5 separate regions of the Mus musculus genome follow, and all the other regions are linked to region 3. Evidence: chromatin contacts called from public Hi-C and promoter capture Hi-C data. All regions are on one chromosome and are shown on one strand. The core of a region is the stretch at or near the end of the contact, and the rest is flanking DNA. Distances in the headings are between cores, read along the strand shown. Region 1 overlaps Polr1a (polymerase (RNA) I polypeptide A). Region 2 overlaps Polr1a (polymerase (RNA) I polypeptide A). Region 3 holds the start of 4933431G14Rik (RIKEN cDNA 4933431G14 gene). Region 4 holds the start of Polr1a (polymerase (RNA) I polypeptide A). Region 5 has its middle 27 kb from the start of Gm26628.

Evidence for each region. Promoter capture Hi-C pulls out the DNA fragments that hold promoters and counts their contacts. A called contact is a pair of places that touch in the nucleus more often than the background predicts.
Region 1: a Hi-C map of bone marrow-derived macrophages shows a contact between it and region 3, with 30 read pairs. The contact joins the enhancer-like site here to the promoter of 4933431G14Rik in region 3. A contact is called at or near these places in 1 of 39 promoter capture datasets (the C10 cell line), 5 of 484 Hi-C or Micro-C datasets (bone marrow-derived macrophages, cerebral cortex, liver and 1 more), 3 of 115 datasets of contacts at active chromatin or transcription factors (fetal liver, microglia and trophoblast stem cells) and 3 of 9 other capture datasets (adipose tissue, liver and pancreatic islet).
Region 2: a contact with region 3 is called in a Hi-C map of liver, with 2.7 times the contacts expected there. The contact joins the enhancer-like site here to the promoter of 4933431G14Rik in region 3. A contact is called at or near these places in 1 of 15 datasets of contacts at CTCF or cohesin (the NIH/3T3 cell line), 6 of 484 Hi-C or Micro-C datasets (bone marrow-derived macrophages, embryonic fibroblasts and liver), 7 of 115 datasets of contacts at active chromatin or transcription factors (embryonic stem cells, extraembryonic endoderm stem cells, fetal liver and 4 more) and 3 of 9 other capture datasets (adipose tissue, liver and pancreatic islet).
Region 4: a promoter capture Hi-C map of liver shows a contact between it and region 3, with 6 times the contacts expected there. The contact joins the promoter of Polr1a here to the promoter of 4933431G14Rik in region 3. A contact is called at or near these places in 20 of 39 promoter capture datasets (the 3T3-L1 cell line, 3T3-L1-derived adipocytes, the C10 cell line and 16 more), 2 of 15 datasets of contacts at CTCF or cohesin (CD8 T cells and the NIH/3T3 cell line), 4 of 484 Hi-C or Micro-C datasets (bone marrow-derived macrophages, embryonic fibroblasts and liver), 15 of 115 datasets of contacts at active chromatin or transcription factors (the 230-238 cell line, bone marrow-derived macrophages, cardiomyocytes and 11 more) and 3 of 9 other capture datasets (adipose tissue, liver and pancreatic islet).
Region 5: a contact with region 3 is called in a Hi-C map of bone marrow-derived macrophages, with 37 read pairs. The contact joins the enhancer-like site here to the promoter of 4933431G14Rik in region 3. A contact is called at or near these places in 5 of 484 Hi-C or Micro-C datasets (bone marrow-derived macrophages, cerebral cortex and liver), 4 of 115 datasets of contacts at active chromatin or transcription factors (CD8 T cells, the NIH/3T3 cell line, hepatocytes and 1 more) and 2 of 9 other capture datasets (adipose tissue and bone marrow-derived macrophages).

What each region holds. Positions count from the first base shown.
Region 1 is chr6:71,949,497-71,952,196 of GRCm38.p6, reverse strand. It overlaps Polr1a (polymerase (RNA) I polypeptide A), which reads right to left. Exons shown (of 34, transcript NM_009088.3): 16 at 2,674-2,700; 17 at 1,535-1,617; 18 at 1,276-1,434. Among named protein-coding and RNA genes, the nearest start is that of Gm26628, 13 kb to the left of the region's middle. Within about 2 kb of position 1,381, at least 43 of the 459 cell types and tissues checked have an H3K27ac peak or open chromatin away from gene starts, as enhancers often do. A contact at or near this core is called in adipose tissue, bone marrow-derived macrophages, liver and 1 more, where this site is marked.
Region 2 is chr6:71,932,766-71,935,465 of GRCm38.p6, reverse strand. The region is part of intron 12 of Polr1a (polymerase (RNA) I polypeptide A); the gene reads right to left. Among named protein-coding and RNA genes, the nearest start is that of Polr1a, 25 kb to the right of the region's middle. Within about 2 kb of position 1,360, at least 131 of the 459 cell types and tissues checked have an H3K27ac peak or open chromatin away from gene starts, as enhancers often do. A contact at or near this core is called in the NIH/3T3 cell line, adipose tissue, extraembryonic endoderm stem cells and 2 more, where this site is marked.
Region 3 is chr6:72,121,911-72,124,610 of GRCm38.p6, reverse strand. It overlaps 4933431G14Rik (RIKEN cDNA 4933431G14 gene), which reads left to right and starts at 1,414. Exons shown (of 3, transcript NR_045165.1): 1 at 1,414-1,566; 2 at 1,665-1,766. The region is part of intron 1 of St3gal5 (ST3 beta-galactoside alpha-2,3-sialyltransferase 5); the gene reads right to left.
Region 4 is chr6:71,907,642-71,910,341 of GRCm38.p6, reverse strand. It overlaps Polr1a (polymerase (RNA) I polypeptide A), which reads right to left and starts at 1,289. Exons shown (of 34, transcript NM_009088.3): 1 at 1,103-1,289. The coding sequence starts at 1,179. Ptcd3 (pentatricopeptide repeat domain 3) reads left to right here and starts at 1,580. Exons shown (of 24, transcript NM_027275.3): 1 at 1,580-1,708; 2 at 2,496-2,548; 3 at 2,653-2,689. The coding sequence starts at 1,602.
Region 5 is chr6:71,989,333-71,992,032 of GRCm38.p6, reverse strand. No RefSeq gene overlaps it. Among named protein-coding and RNA genes, the nearest start is that of Gm26628, 27 kb to the right of the region's middle. RefSeq lists an enhancer at 1-2,700. Within about 2 kb of position 1,367, at least 180 of the 459 cell types and tissues checked have an H3K27ac peak or open chromatin away from gene starts, as enhancers often do. A contact at or near this core is called in the NIH/3T3 cell line, adipose tissue, bone marrow-derived macrophages and 3 more, where this site is marked.

The DNA.
Region 1 (2,700 bases), core at 132-2,631, 170 kb after region 3:
TCAATGAATATAAAATAAGATAATAAAAAAATGTAAACAAAGAATAAAATCTAAGGTACGGTACTAATGAATCAGCACAGGAAAGCACCATTTGCTTCCCCAAAGAGCCAGCATTTTACCAATGTCCACACTCACCAGCACAACACCAAGCACTGGGTTGGGAGCCTTGCCTCAGCAAAAAGCCAGCAGAAGTGAGGAAGCCCACAGGGAGATCCTGGGGGACAATGACATGGGTTCTGAATCTGTTTCAGCCTTTGTCTGGAGATCTAGACACCCAACTCTGCACAGGAGCGGCAGAGCCTGGGCAGGAAGTGAGCCACGGGACAAGAATCTATTCTAAGATGTGCTGTCAGCTCTGGAGGGCAAGGCTCCTGCTTTCCCAGGCAGTGCTAAGGCTCCTCTGAATAAAACTTTCTTTTTGGGGGGGGGGTTTCGAGACAGGGTTTCTCTGTATAGCCCTGGCTGTCCTGGAACTCACTCTGCAGACCAGGCTGGCCTCGAACTCAGAAATCCGCCTGCCTCTGCCTCCTGAGTGCTGGGATTAAAGGCGTGCACCACCACGCCCGGCTTGAATACAACTTTCTACTGAGGAGAGCTGTTCTCTAGGCCACCAACTGAACATCAGGGAGAGGATCCACAGACAGACTGATGCTGAGTAGTAGCCTCGTTCTTGCTTTGCTCAGGACAGACTCCTGGCTGGTGGCTCCTCCAAACCACAAGACGGGGAGTCCAGGCTCTGGAGCACAGGGAGAGCACATGTGACCTTGACCCATGCAGAGTCCCATCTCCTCCAGGACTGCCAGAGGAGGGGCTCAGCATCCTCACACGCCTGCTTCTCGGTGAGAACAACTCAGTGCCCAGGCACACGACTTCCTTAAGGTCACACAGCAAGGACCAAGTACAACAGGAGGCCAGGCATTCCCTTGGTGCTGCTGCACAAGCATCAGAGACTTCTGCCTTTCATTCTGTACATCTACCTACAGTGGAGTGGTTCTACAGGCAGGCTTCTTTCTTCAGCCCCTTTAATGCAGCAACTTCAAAGGAAACACATTTAGAAATGCTGCTCAAAGCGTTCCTCTTTTGCATGAAACCAAGGCCTTCCCAGACTCTGTGTGAGCTCTTCACAAAGACGGATTCTACCTACCCAACTTCAAACTTCACCTAGTTGGGCTGATCTAAAAGGCTCAGGGTGAGAATCAAATGTAATTAAAAGCAAACCAACAGAAATCAGCATTCAAAAAGATGGGGATTTGTGCACTGTATGGCCAGGCTAACCTTGTTAATCTCATTGCTGTAATGGTTCACTTCCTCCTTGAACTTCATATCAATCATGTTAAAATCCCTCTGGTCTTTGCTCAGATGGGCATCCTGCCATTTCCCTTGGATTTCATCACATGATGCAGTTTCTGGCAGGCTCAATGCAGCCTTGACAGCCTAGAACGAAGAAAGGAACAGGAAGCTCTAGCCAAAGGAGGGCGTGGTTTTATTCTGTAAGGTGGACAGCAGACCACAGCCTCCCAGTCCTCCTCTTTACCTGGGGTCCACACTGGGTAGATTCTTCAATGATACGCTGTCTCACCACATCTGCATTTGGCTTAACCAAAATGTCTTCTACACCTGCAAAGTCAAACAGAGAAGATCAACAGGGCCCAGGCCTAATGTTGCACTGGCTAGTAAACTTGGTGATGCTTTGACCCAAAGTTGAGAGCTACAGGTAAGAGAAACTCTGGAACAGCTATATTAACACTAATGAATGCTCATGGAGGCCTAAACACTACAACTTCTCTTTCGTAAGTGATACAATTAGGGCTCAAAACTGAGATACACAGAAGAAAGCCGAGGCTTAAGTTTCAAACTTCTGCTTTTTAGCCAGAAGCTCTGCTGGCTACATCCAATAAATATATGTGGGATGAAATGGCTAGAGATTTTGGCTGTTCAGCAGTAGAAGAGAGGCTGACAGTGAGTATCCCAGGAACCCGATCTACAGCTGTATGCATGCATGCAAGCACGCATCCACGTCAAGTACAGTAATTTCTTTTCAACCCAACAATGTTTTGTTTCTACACAAGAATGCCAGACTTAAGAGATCTGAGTGGGAAGGCAACAACTGACTGTTTAAGAGCAAGAGCAAACATCTGGAAGTCCCATTACAGTAGCTGGAAATCTGAGGCTTCTGAAGACTCTATGCAAGCAGGAAGAGGAGGAGATGATTCCTTTCCGTGGAAGCCAAAAGCATAAAAGCAGACCCTGCATGAGGTCGCATCCAGGCCATCCCTGTAATGATGATCTCTGCCAATTAGGCAGCCCTCCCCCAAACTCTCCTCCCTCCTAGCATGGCCTTGCTTGCTCTGTCAACCCTTGGCACATAGGTCACCAGTGCACTGAACCATTCCTGTCTGTGCCCTGGGCTAGAAGAGCTTCAAGCACGGCTGTTGGTTAGGTCTGGCTTTCACTTGTGAGTTGGGTGCAGGAGTTTATGCTATCATAACGAGTGGGTTGAAGGGACAGAACGGGGATGGGAGGGTTGCTTTGCACTGCTGGAGGGAAAGGAGCACTGGCTGTGCAAAGTCAGTGGATAGCACTGATGGCAAGAGCCTAAACATCGACCAAGAAAACTGCCTAGGTGCCATCCTGTAAGGTGAACAGAGCCAGGGCCACAAGCAGGGTACTTACCCAAGGTGAAACCTCTATAGAGCTGGA
Region 2 (2,700 bases), core at 111-2,610, 190 kb after region 3:
AGAACCAACAAAATCAAAATCCCAGTAAGGAAGCAGGATGCAACGACTGGAAATCAACTACATCTAGGGCAGCTGCACATAGGAAAAGGCGTGTGGGTACTCACTGCTAGGCCTCTGGGGTGTGGACTTAAAAGAAAAGGCGTTGAGGCACTGAGTAACACATCTTAACCGCCCCAGATCTTAGTATTGTTCATATTAAAACACATATTACTTCTGCATAAACATTTTAGTAAATACTGTCTTGTTGTGTTGTCAAAGTTGGTCTCAAACTTATGATCCTCCTGCCTCTGCCAGCCAGAGATGACTCGGTGGGTAAAGGCACTTTCTACCAAGCCTGACACCTGACTTTGATCGCTGGGACCCACGTGACAGAAGGAGAGAACACATGATGGAAGGAGGAGACAAGTGTCTCTGAATTCCACACACATGCCTTGGCATGTGGATCCCTGACTTCTTCCCAAATAAAGAAATGCAGTAAGAAAGCAAAATAAAACAAAACAAAAAACTGCATAAGTCGTATGCTCATTGATGGGCGAAAACCAGAAGATACAAATTTTAAAGAATAAAAAGAGCACAAGAAATTTTCCCTTTTACAAGAAATTTTCCCTTTTAAGACAAACACTGATCCCACTTTGCCCTTTTAAACCCAGCCTGTCGGCTCCTTTGACAGAACAGCTTTTCCTCAAAGCTGACGTTACACACCACAAGGACATATTAAAAAAAACAAAAAAACCCAAAAAAACCCAAAAACAACAAAAACTGCATAAAGGTAAGGGGCCCAGAGGATATGGACCCAGAGGTAATCACCTCTCTTTCTAGTCCCATCTGTGTCACAGAGTTAAGAAGCAGGAGGAAACAGGTCTTGAAGCCTTCTGTGGCCCACCTGTGAGGGCACACTGGGAAGCTGACCAGGGTAAGCCTGTCAGCTGGGCTGTGAAGACATGCCCCCCTCCCCCCACAGTCCTTGTCAGTTCTCCTCAAAGTTCCCTTGGCTGGAGCAGGGTAGCAGCCCTAAGATAAGCAGTCTGTATTTTGGCTGCCTGAGGAATTCCAACCTTCCTGCCCCCACAGGCGAGTCCTGCATGTTTCCAAGGAGACCTGAACTCTGAGGAGTCCTCTGAGCAGCTGCCCAGGGCACTGGCTGCTCTGTGCGTCACACAGCCTGAGGTTTTCTTTCCTCAGTGTCTCAAGGGAAAAGTTGCCCAGATCTGTGGCTCAGTCCCAAGAGCCCAGGTTGGGCCTAGAATCTGAGACTAGTGAATCCATTGTAAGCAAATTCACTGCAGCTGGGAAGAGATGTAGGCCAGTCTGCCAGGCACTTGCCAATCCAAACAGAAATCTCCCCTTGCCAACCCAAACCCAAGGCCTTTCCTTTCTCTTGTCACTAAATAAATACTGTGGTGAAAATTAGTGTGCCCCAGTGCCCGGGTTAAGAGTTTGCAGGGGCAGGCGTGGGGCCAGAGGCTGCTCAGGCAGCCAGGCAGAGAAACAAGCCTAGGTTATCCTGAACACTTCCTTCTTGTTGAGCCTCAGGGGAAAGGGCAGTGGTTACCCCCATCACAGAGAAACTACAATAACCTTTCTGCCAACCCTTCCCCCCGACCTAACCTGTAAGTTCATCTTTAGTTTCCTTCCCGTTCACCTCTCCCAGCCCTTAGAAGTGCATGCATGCCTATGTCAAAGCGTCCTCTATGTACATAACATTATTGACAATGTGACATTCTGAGTCCTAGGACCTGATGGAAGGACCCCTTGTGTTTTCTGTCTTTGCACAGGAATGGGGAACTCAAACAGAGAGATGGGTGCATACATAGGGATGCACCATGTGGTGAGAGCAAGAAGCAAGGGTAGGATGAGGGAGGGTACACTACGTGTGCTGGGGAACACACGCTTTTCAGGAGTAGTAAAATACGGTCTGCAGCCTGGCTACCTGGTTTTGTAAATATTTTTGGATGCACATCCATTTGTCTACACTGGCTTTCACACTATATAGTAAGAGCTCAAGACCAATTAAGGCTGAAATAGTTACTCTGACCCTAGGGAAAGAGGGCTGGCCTGAGACTTGAAGGAGCAGCAGGATTCAGCTCCAGCGTCACAAGGAAGGCAGAGAAACAACATCTGCAAACCCCAAGAGGAGATGGAGCCAGCTGACCAGCTGCGGTGAGAGGTGATCGGTGGCCTTCTGAACTTGCTGAGGATTCGGGCCCAAGTTGGAAGATGAAGAACTGAGCCCCGAGCACTCACCCTCACCGCTCCTGAAGAACTCTCACTGGCTTCACGAGAAGTGCCTAGCACACTGCGGCTGGGCGCGCTCCCTCAGTGGAGCTCCTGTCCCACCACCCTTTGCCTGTCCCCACCTGAGTCCACAGCAGTCATCAGGCCATGTGAGGAAGCATCCCGATACACCTCTGACTTATCTTTATACTCCAAGAGCAGCAGGCCATTTCTGATTTACTCTTCAATTTACTCTTACCTGCTTACTGCCTATTTCCTCAGTGTAAAGGCTCTGAAATCTGCCTCCTTCTCAGGACTAAAGAACTCCATTAACTACAGACAAGAAACAAGTGTAGACACAAAACCTGCAAGGGATCCCCTCACCCCAAATTCCCAACTGCTCCCACACTGTGTACGCTGAGAGGACTTCATCTTCTCTTATTGTACTCTTTATTTGATTAATATTCTCATAGCTTGTTCTTAATC
Region 3 (2,700 bases), core at 165-2,664:
GTACTGGTTTTAAAGGCATGAAGTAGCCATGGAGAATAGCTGAGGCTTGGCACTGTGTGGCAGGGCTGGTGCCGTATGACAGCCCCCAGAAACAGCAGCTGCTATGAAATGGAGCCAGCTGGCACCTGGAAGGCAGGCTGGGTATAATGCTGAGGACAGGGCCACAGAGGTGACCCAGGCCCCACTGGGAATCCCAGAGGACGGTGAGTGAATCCCAGGTACTGAGCACTGAGTTGTCGGTACTGTTGGAGCTCGGCTTTGTCTTGTTCAGATTATGGTTTTGCTCTGGGTTTTTCCCCCTCTTCAAATAAAAAAAGGTACTTTGTTATTATTATTATTATTATTTACTGTTATAGGAGCACACAATTGAGAGATTTTAAAGCTTCTTTAAGAGAAAATTTTGGAGTTTTACAGATATTTTAAAATTAGAAAAGTGGATATTTTTAAAAGAACAGCTTTTAAAATATTTAAATGTATAAGGCTATGGGATACTTTAAATTTATAGAATGTTTTATATTATTAATATCTGGCCTTAAAAAATAGATAAGAGGCTAAAAAATTAGGGCCACAGCTATGAGCACCAAACGCTAAACACCAAAACCTTAAGTATTCCTCTCTTTTGGAGCAACAAGACAACGACCTGAAGAATCTGACTAAGAACTGGATGGATGTCTCTCCTTACCTAAGGCCGGCTCAGGCTGGAAGAGGCTGGCTTGGGAATGTATGTCTCCCTTCCTCGTCTTGGCTAACTTCGTTAGGCTTTAGCTATTGTGATAATCTGAGTAATATAAGAAACTAATATTCTATAGTGGTACACTGTAAAAGGCTCAGCAAAGTTCCCAGTATCTATGTGGACTGTGTTTATGAGTTACAGTTTTATTTTGATACCAAAGAGCTTCAGTTCCTTCAGAAATGATTGTTTTTTTTTAATTCAAACTTCACAAAAATAAAGCTGTAAAATCCTAGTCTTATAAAAGCTGCTAAGCCATAGTTAAGACATGCAAGTTAACAGTCACAGAGTAAATGATCAAATTCCATAATGTGTTCAGAACCTCACTTGTAGTCATGCTGAGTGCTAATATCATTAATTATAGAAATAAGCTTTATTTACTTTTTTTTTTGTTTTTTGGTTTTTTGGTTTTTTGAGACAGGTTTCTCTGTATAGCCCTGGCTGTCCTGGAACTCAGAAATCTGCCTGCCTCTGTCTCCCGAGTGCCGGGATTAAAGGCGGCACCCCCTGGCTATTTACTTTTCAAGGTTAAGCCTAAAGCAAGTAACTAAAAGCAAGCAAAGTTTATTACTTTGTATATACTTAATAGATATTGGTCCTTAAGACTTTCTAAAGGTCTGCTGAATTTGGAATTTAGAATGTTTAATGTAAAAGAGCTTACCATGACAGAGACCCCAGCTCCTAGTAGTAGAAGCCAGATGAAGGCTTCTAAACATGACACCTTCATCTGGATTCTGGTAACCTTAACCACTGGGCATAACTGCCTCATGCCTCGTCTGCCATCAAACCCGGCCACTGTTGAGTTGATTGCTGTACTCTTGCCTGGTCAAAGTAAGGTCAGTTGGGAACAGAACTCAAGTCCATTGAAAGAACCACAGGGTAAGGTCAGTCCCCACAAAGTTCCTCACCTGTCCTCCACATAAAATTCTCTCAGATCTTCTGGGCCTGGTGACTGAAGACCAATGCTGGCCTGAGACCTCCACCTCCCCCCAAGCCATCGTAGCCACAGAGCCTAGGGTGATCATCTCGATAATGAGTAAGTCTCTGTCATTTTAATCAGAACATAAGCCATTTGGATACTTTCTGCTACAATGTATCCTTCTCGGATCTCTGCTGGCATTGATGGCTAGGCTAACTGTAGCTCTGTCAGTTTAACGGCAGCAGGCAACGGGCTCCTCCCTGCAAGGCTGCAGCTGCCTAGATAGTTCACATCATATGTAAAAACTAGGCCTTGCTGTTTCTAAAGCTACTAAGTCTCCAGTTGAGAAAGGTAGATGGGGTTTCCTTGCCAACAGGCTTCATATTAAAGGACAAACAGGTTTCTGATGTAGCTATTTACTGTTCTTTTACTCAAAGCACTTGCTTTGCAATGGCTGCTCTCAGCAAAAACCATTTGTGCCTCTAGTAAATGACTAGATGGATAAACGGTTTAAAGTCTATGTAAGTTCTGAGGGTCTAAGATAGTGTTCTAAGGTGCAGAGAGGTCTGAGAACGTGAAGGCTTAAGTTCAGAGGATCTAAGAAAGTGACTTATGGCGTTCGTTGTAAAGGTTTAAGAGAATGATTTAAGGTATATGAAAAATGGGAGTTTCATATTTCTTTACCTCTCTGTTCTTGTTATACTAAGATTTCAAAAGTTCAGAGTTTTAACACTGATCAGTGGAATTCTGACAGATGGTAGAGCACTGATTGTTATTATAGTCACAAGGAAAAGAGTTTAAATTTTATTTGGTTGTCTTCTAAGTATAGACTTAACGGTGCTTCTCACTGGCTAAAATTGTCTCTGTCAAATCTATATGTCCATCCCACTGGACAGAGGAGAAATAAATGTTCATCTTTTTTAACCTGAAGCCATAGCTTTTGCTGATTCAAAGGTGGGATTCTACTCCAGCTGTCTTACAGACACCTGCTTGCTGCTTTTCCCACAATGTAGATCACTACAGATTACACACAGTGACAATGCTTATATAT
Region 4 (2,700 bases), core at 40-2,539, 210 kb after region 3:
TATCTATCTATATCATGTTCTATTTACTTAACCCTAAAAAGGAAGGAAGTTCTGATCTATTTATCTATCTATCTATCTATCTATCTATCTATATCATGTTCTATTTACTTAACCCTAAAAAGGAAGGAAGTTCTGATCTATTTATCTATAATTTTGAGGACAGTATGCTAAATGCATTGGCCAGTTACAAGAAGTCGGGGCTGACTGACTCCTTTTACTTGAATAGGGGCCTGAACAGTCAGAATAACTGAAATAGAAAGTAGACAGGTGGTTACCATGCGGCAGGGGCAGGGAAATGAAGACTGACTGATTACATATGGAGATTGCAATGGCAAGATGTGTCCTAGAGGGGGTAGTGCTGATGTTACCAGTGTGGTCTACCTTTTTGTTTGTTTGTTTTTTTATTTTTCGAGACGGGTTTTCTGTGTCCACGAAGCTCTGGAACTGACTCTGTAAGACCAGATTGGCCTCGAACCCACAGAGATCCTCCTGCCTCTGTCTCCTGAATGCTGGGAGGGTTTGTTTTGTTTTGTTTGTTTTTTCAAGACAGGGTTTCTCTGTGTAGTCCTGGCTGTCCTGGAACTCACTCTGTAGACCAGGCTGGCCTCGAACTCAGAAATTCGCCTGCCTCTGCCTCCCAAGTGCTGGGATTAAAGGCGTGCGCCACCACTGCCCGGCAATGCTGGGAGTTTTTAATGCATGTTGAGTTATTAATGGGAGTCTAAGAAGCGTGTATGCTATCGTGATCAAAAAGCATTAGAGAAGAGTCCCCAGGACTTCATAGCCAGGGTCTTGATCCAAGATTTAAAAGTTCATCATCGCTTGGACCAGAGGAGACTAATTAGGAAGTTGATAAGCGTGTGATGTAATGTGATTATAAATGACATAAAACTAGTTGATTAATGAGGAAGATGAACAGATGAAAATGCAGCAAGCGCATTCCTTCCCATTACCAGCAAGCAAGCACTAGGCAGCCAGCCCCCCACCCCCCACCCCGACCCCGCCGCCCCCGGACTGGCTCGGCTCAAAGCCTTCTGGGAATCGTAGTTCCCAGCTCCAACTTCCACAACCCTGTTCTACACGCATCCCACTAACTCCTTACTTGAGCTCTTCGGCCGAATACATTCCGAAGGAAATGCCCTGAAGCCGCCTCCATGGTGTGTGCTTGGAGGCCAGCATCTTCCGAGTCAGTTTTGAGGTCCGTCACTACGAGAGAAGTTCCAGTCAGCCGCAGAGAACGCCACTTGAGTCTTGTAGCGCAGAGCCACCATGTGTTTTTCCACTGCGCTTGCGTGCGAGAACCGCGGCTTGGCAAATTGGCTTGGACGAGTTCATTTTTGCTTTCGGGGTGGGTAAGGAGTGGAAGAAAACTGTCTCAAAACCCTCCTTCAGTTTAAAAGCAAAATTACACAGGAGACTTTAGAACAGCATTTCAAGTAAGTTTATTCGAGGTGAACGATGTGTACTGAGCGTTCCGCTGCTAGTCTAGCCAAACAGGACCTTGTGACCACCCGTTTGGAGATGAGACGTTCCACGCCAGCCCCGCCCCTCGACCCTGGAGGCGGAGGTCGTTCCCGACGTGCTCCGCGAAGAGTCCAAAGATGGCGGCGGCGGCGGTTGCAGCTCGCCGCCTGTCCTTTCGCAGCGGGCTTGTCTTGCTGCAGACCACTCGGGGGACGGGTGTGTGTGAACCGAAGGTCTGTTGCAGGTAAGAAGACCCAGAGTCATTTTGGTCTTGCATTTCCCTGAGAGTCGTGAAAGTAGGTAAGATGCAAAGGCATTTGTATGGTCGAGGCCCGGCCCTCTCAAGGGTAACACGAGGTAGCGTCGTATTTAGTGATCTTTAGATCTGCGAGTTCGGGAATTCTTTCGGAAAATTTTTATTGGTTGGTTGCAATACTATGTATAGCCAAAATTACCCTTTAAACTAGGGCCCTGTTCTCGTGAAGTTTACATTTCCGTGAGTGCCGCTACAAGCCCCTACACAAATTTCTTTATCACCCCCCCCCCTTATTCATTTTAACCCTGCAAAAAAGAAAGGGCAAAGTAACAGATCTTTCACAAATAAAGGGCAGGCTAATATTACCAGTATGGACTGAACGTTATGAGAACCTTCAGCTAAGAATAAGCTAAGACTTTAGTAAAAGCAGAAAGCCTTAAAACGTCTGACCCCATTCTTTCCATCTGGTGGTGTTGCAAATACTTATGTAATTTCTTTGTACATCCTTCATGCAGTGGCCTGGTGGAAATAGGAGGTGGTTTTAAGTCAGTTGTAGAGTGGATAATTAGCTCATACGATGTCTTTGGACCAATACAAAAAAATAAATAAAACTGGGTTACAAGTTTACACTACATCTAAATGCCTCTATAAATGTGGCTCAGAATGTGTGCATGCGGGTGGAGCTGAGTCAGCAGAGCTAGCGGTAGGAGCTGAGCTGAGGCCATCAGGGAGCAGTGCTAACAGTGGGATTTTTGTTGTTTTGTTTTTAATGCAGATTTTATGCTGGAACTGAATCCCTCCCAAAGGTTGAAGGATCAGATATAACAGGTATTTTTAAAACTATGGAAATAGAAGTTTTTAAAAATGAAAAGACATTGTATTTCTTTGTGTTGTTAGAAAATTGTTTATTTTTATTTTTTTTTCTACATAAGGGATTGAAGAAATAGTCATTCCAAAAAAGAAAACATGGTGAGTATTTT
Region 5 (2,700 bases), core at 118-2,617, 130 kb after region 3:
AGCCCTAGCCTCAAGAATCCCTCCTGGGAACATGCCCCCCCCCACAACACACACACACACACACACACACACACACACACACACACACACACACACACACAGAGCTTCACCCTTGTCTGCAGAGGAGGAAGGATAGTGGGGAGGCTCCCATTCGATGCCTGCCACCCCACAGCATGGTACCAGGGAATTTTGCCAGGGGCCAGAGAGCAAGGCTCCCTCCTACCCACTGTCTTTCTATCGCAGGGGAGAGGCTGGACCCAAAGCCACCCACACAATGTGACCATTGACATTTGTGGGTGCCATGGAAACATCTCTTGGGAGCTGAGTCCTCCCTCAGTAAACTCATTGTCCCCTGAGCCAGCCTTTCTCCAAGAGCTCCCCCTTCTTAGCCCTTTCCCAACCCAGGGCTCCTCTTGTTGACTCAGGTAGGGGAGCCAGACCCAGGTTTGCTGGTGACAGGCTCCACTGCCCTGGGTCTTGTCATCCTGGGCTCCTGTCCATTCCTCATTACGGCGAAAGTGGCCCAGAAGCAGAGCTCTGCACACAGATGGCCTTTTGGTTGCTCTGAGTCCTGACAGAGGAAGCACACAAGGACAGACAACCTTGCCTGCCTGTTTGTTTTGGAAAGCGAGAAGGCAGAAACTGTTCCTGTGGGGCAGCCTCCTGCTGAGTGGCTACCCTCAGTGCCAGCCAGCCTCTGGACTAAATCGATCTGGGCCACCTCACCTAGTCCCTGTTCTCTTTCTCCCTACAGCGCTCCGCCCATGCATTTCTCTTCTAAGTTCTGGAAACTTCTTCAGAAGTCACTCTCCTGCCTGGCTCCCTCAGCCCCCACCCCTACATTTGCTTGAGCCAAGGTCTCCCTGTAGAAATCCAGATACAAAATAAAGCCAGAGACTGTCAGGGTCACAGGAGGCCCCAGCCAGGATAGCCTTGTGTGTTCTCTCTTCCCTCTCTCCCCAAAGATAAAGATGTTGTTATAGAGAAAAAAGGCTCTGTAGAAACAAGGGGCATGGGGACTGCCTAAGATCCAGGCAGGGCCCAGACCAGGGCCTGCTCTCTCTCTCTGGCACTGTCATTTCTCTAAGCCACTCAGTGATTAGAGACAGGAGTTCAACAGATCCCTTGAAGCAACAAACCAGCAGGGACTGGAGCTCCCCCCAACCCCACCCCAGATTTGGGTTTCAACAGCTAGAAAGAAGAGCTTGTGACTACAGCTCTATCTTTCAGCAGCAGCCATGTGCCCATGTCCCAAACCACTCCCTTCGCAGACACCACTGTGGACCCTGATACCACAGAAGCAGTGATTCGGGCCAAGGATCTTGATGCAGTGCCGGCATGGGAAGGAAGGGACTTGCTGATGGACAACCAATGGGAAGGAAGGGACTTGCTGATGGACAACCAAGGTTAGATTGGCGCTCTGTGAGCTCAAACCCTAGCTGGGTGACGGGGCCAAGTTACATAATCACCCTTTGCCTTGACTGCAGCCACAGTAGAAAGTAATAAACCTTCCTGCCTTCGTAGGATGCTGGAAGGGTCTGACAAACAGGGAATAGAGAGATCAGCACAACGCCAGGCTCATGAGAATACACAGGATAAACACACCATGTTGTTACTGCCAGCACTACCCTTAGAGCCAGGTACATGGGTAACGGGGTCTCAGGCTAAGAATGGCCAACAGATGGCTCCTACAGTGACCAGGATTCCATCCCACAGTAGGAGTTCCTGGCCTGAGGGAAGAGAGTGCAATCTGCCAGGCCTAGGCAGCTGAGTGCCCCACAGCAAGGCGTTCTCGGAGCATTCCTGCTGGGCTTTGACATGGGGTGGCCAGTTGGTTCCTGGAATGTCCAAGAAAAACAAACTGGGTATTCTGAGTGAAATTGCAGCCTGGCGGCAGGCTGGGTCTGCTTTAAATTAAACACAGCATTTCTCGGATTCTTTTCATCTTCTTGCCACTGTGGGGTTCCAGAGACATTACCTCACCTCACTTTCCTGCTCTGAGGAGAGAAAACTGACAGGGTGTGAGGCTGGGGTCTTGGGAGGGAAGGCTGGAGAGCCTACTCTGTCTTAGGGCTGAGGTGCACAGAGCCATCCTCCCTCTCCGGGTTCAGCCTCCCATCCGGGCTGGAAGCAGGGGCTGTGCCAGGAGCAGAGAACACGGCCAGTATTTGGTATTTAGCAAAGGATTAGAACATTTTCAAAGTACACATCTCTCCTAGGAGTGCTTGGAAGAAGCTGTCTGTGGTTTTATGAGTCTTTTGACCATGGTGTGATATTTAGACTTGAGGTAGCCATGCACGCCAGCTCCTTGGCTGGCAGAGGGGCCCATTTCCCTGCTGGGCACTGTGGTTTAGGGTGGAGTTCCTTCTGGTTTTTGAAATTACTTTTAGCCAACTTATGGAGTCCCAGAAAATTCAGTGTTGGAGTTCAGCGCTCCTGCTGGGACTTCCCCTCAGGGAATAGACATCTGTGTCTTGCTTAGATCCTGAATCCTTTTGTTTATTCATTTATTTATAGTTTTCTTAAATGTAGAACAACTTGTAAGAGTCAGTTCTTTCTTTCTGTCATGTAGGAACTGGGGATAGAACTTGGGTCCTCAGGTTTGGCTGCAAGTGCCTTGACCTGCTGAGCCGTCTCACTGACCTTTTATTTATATTTTCACTTGTTTATAAAGTGATGTCCCCACTTCATAAGCTAGGA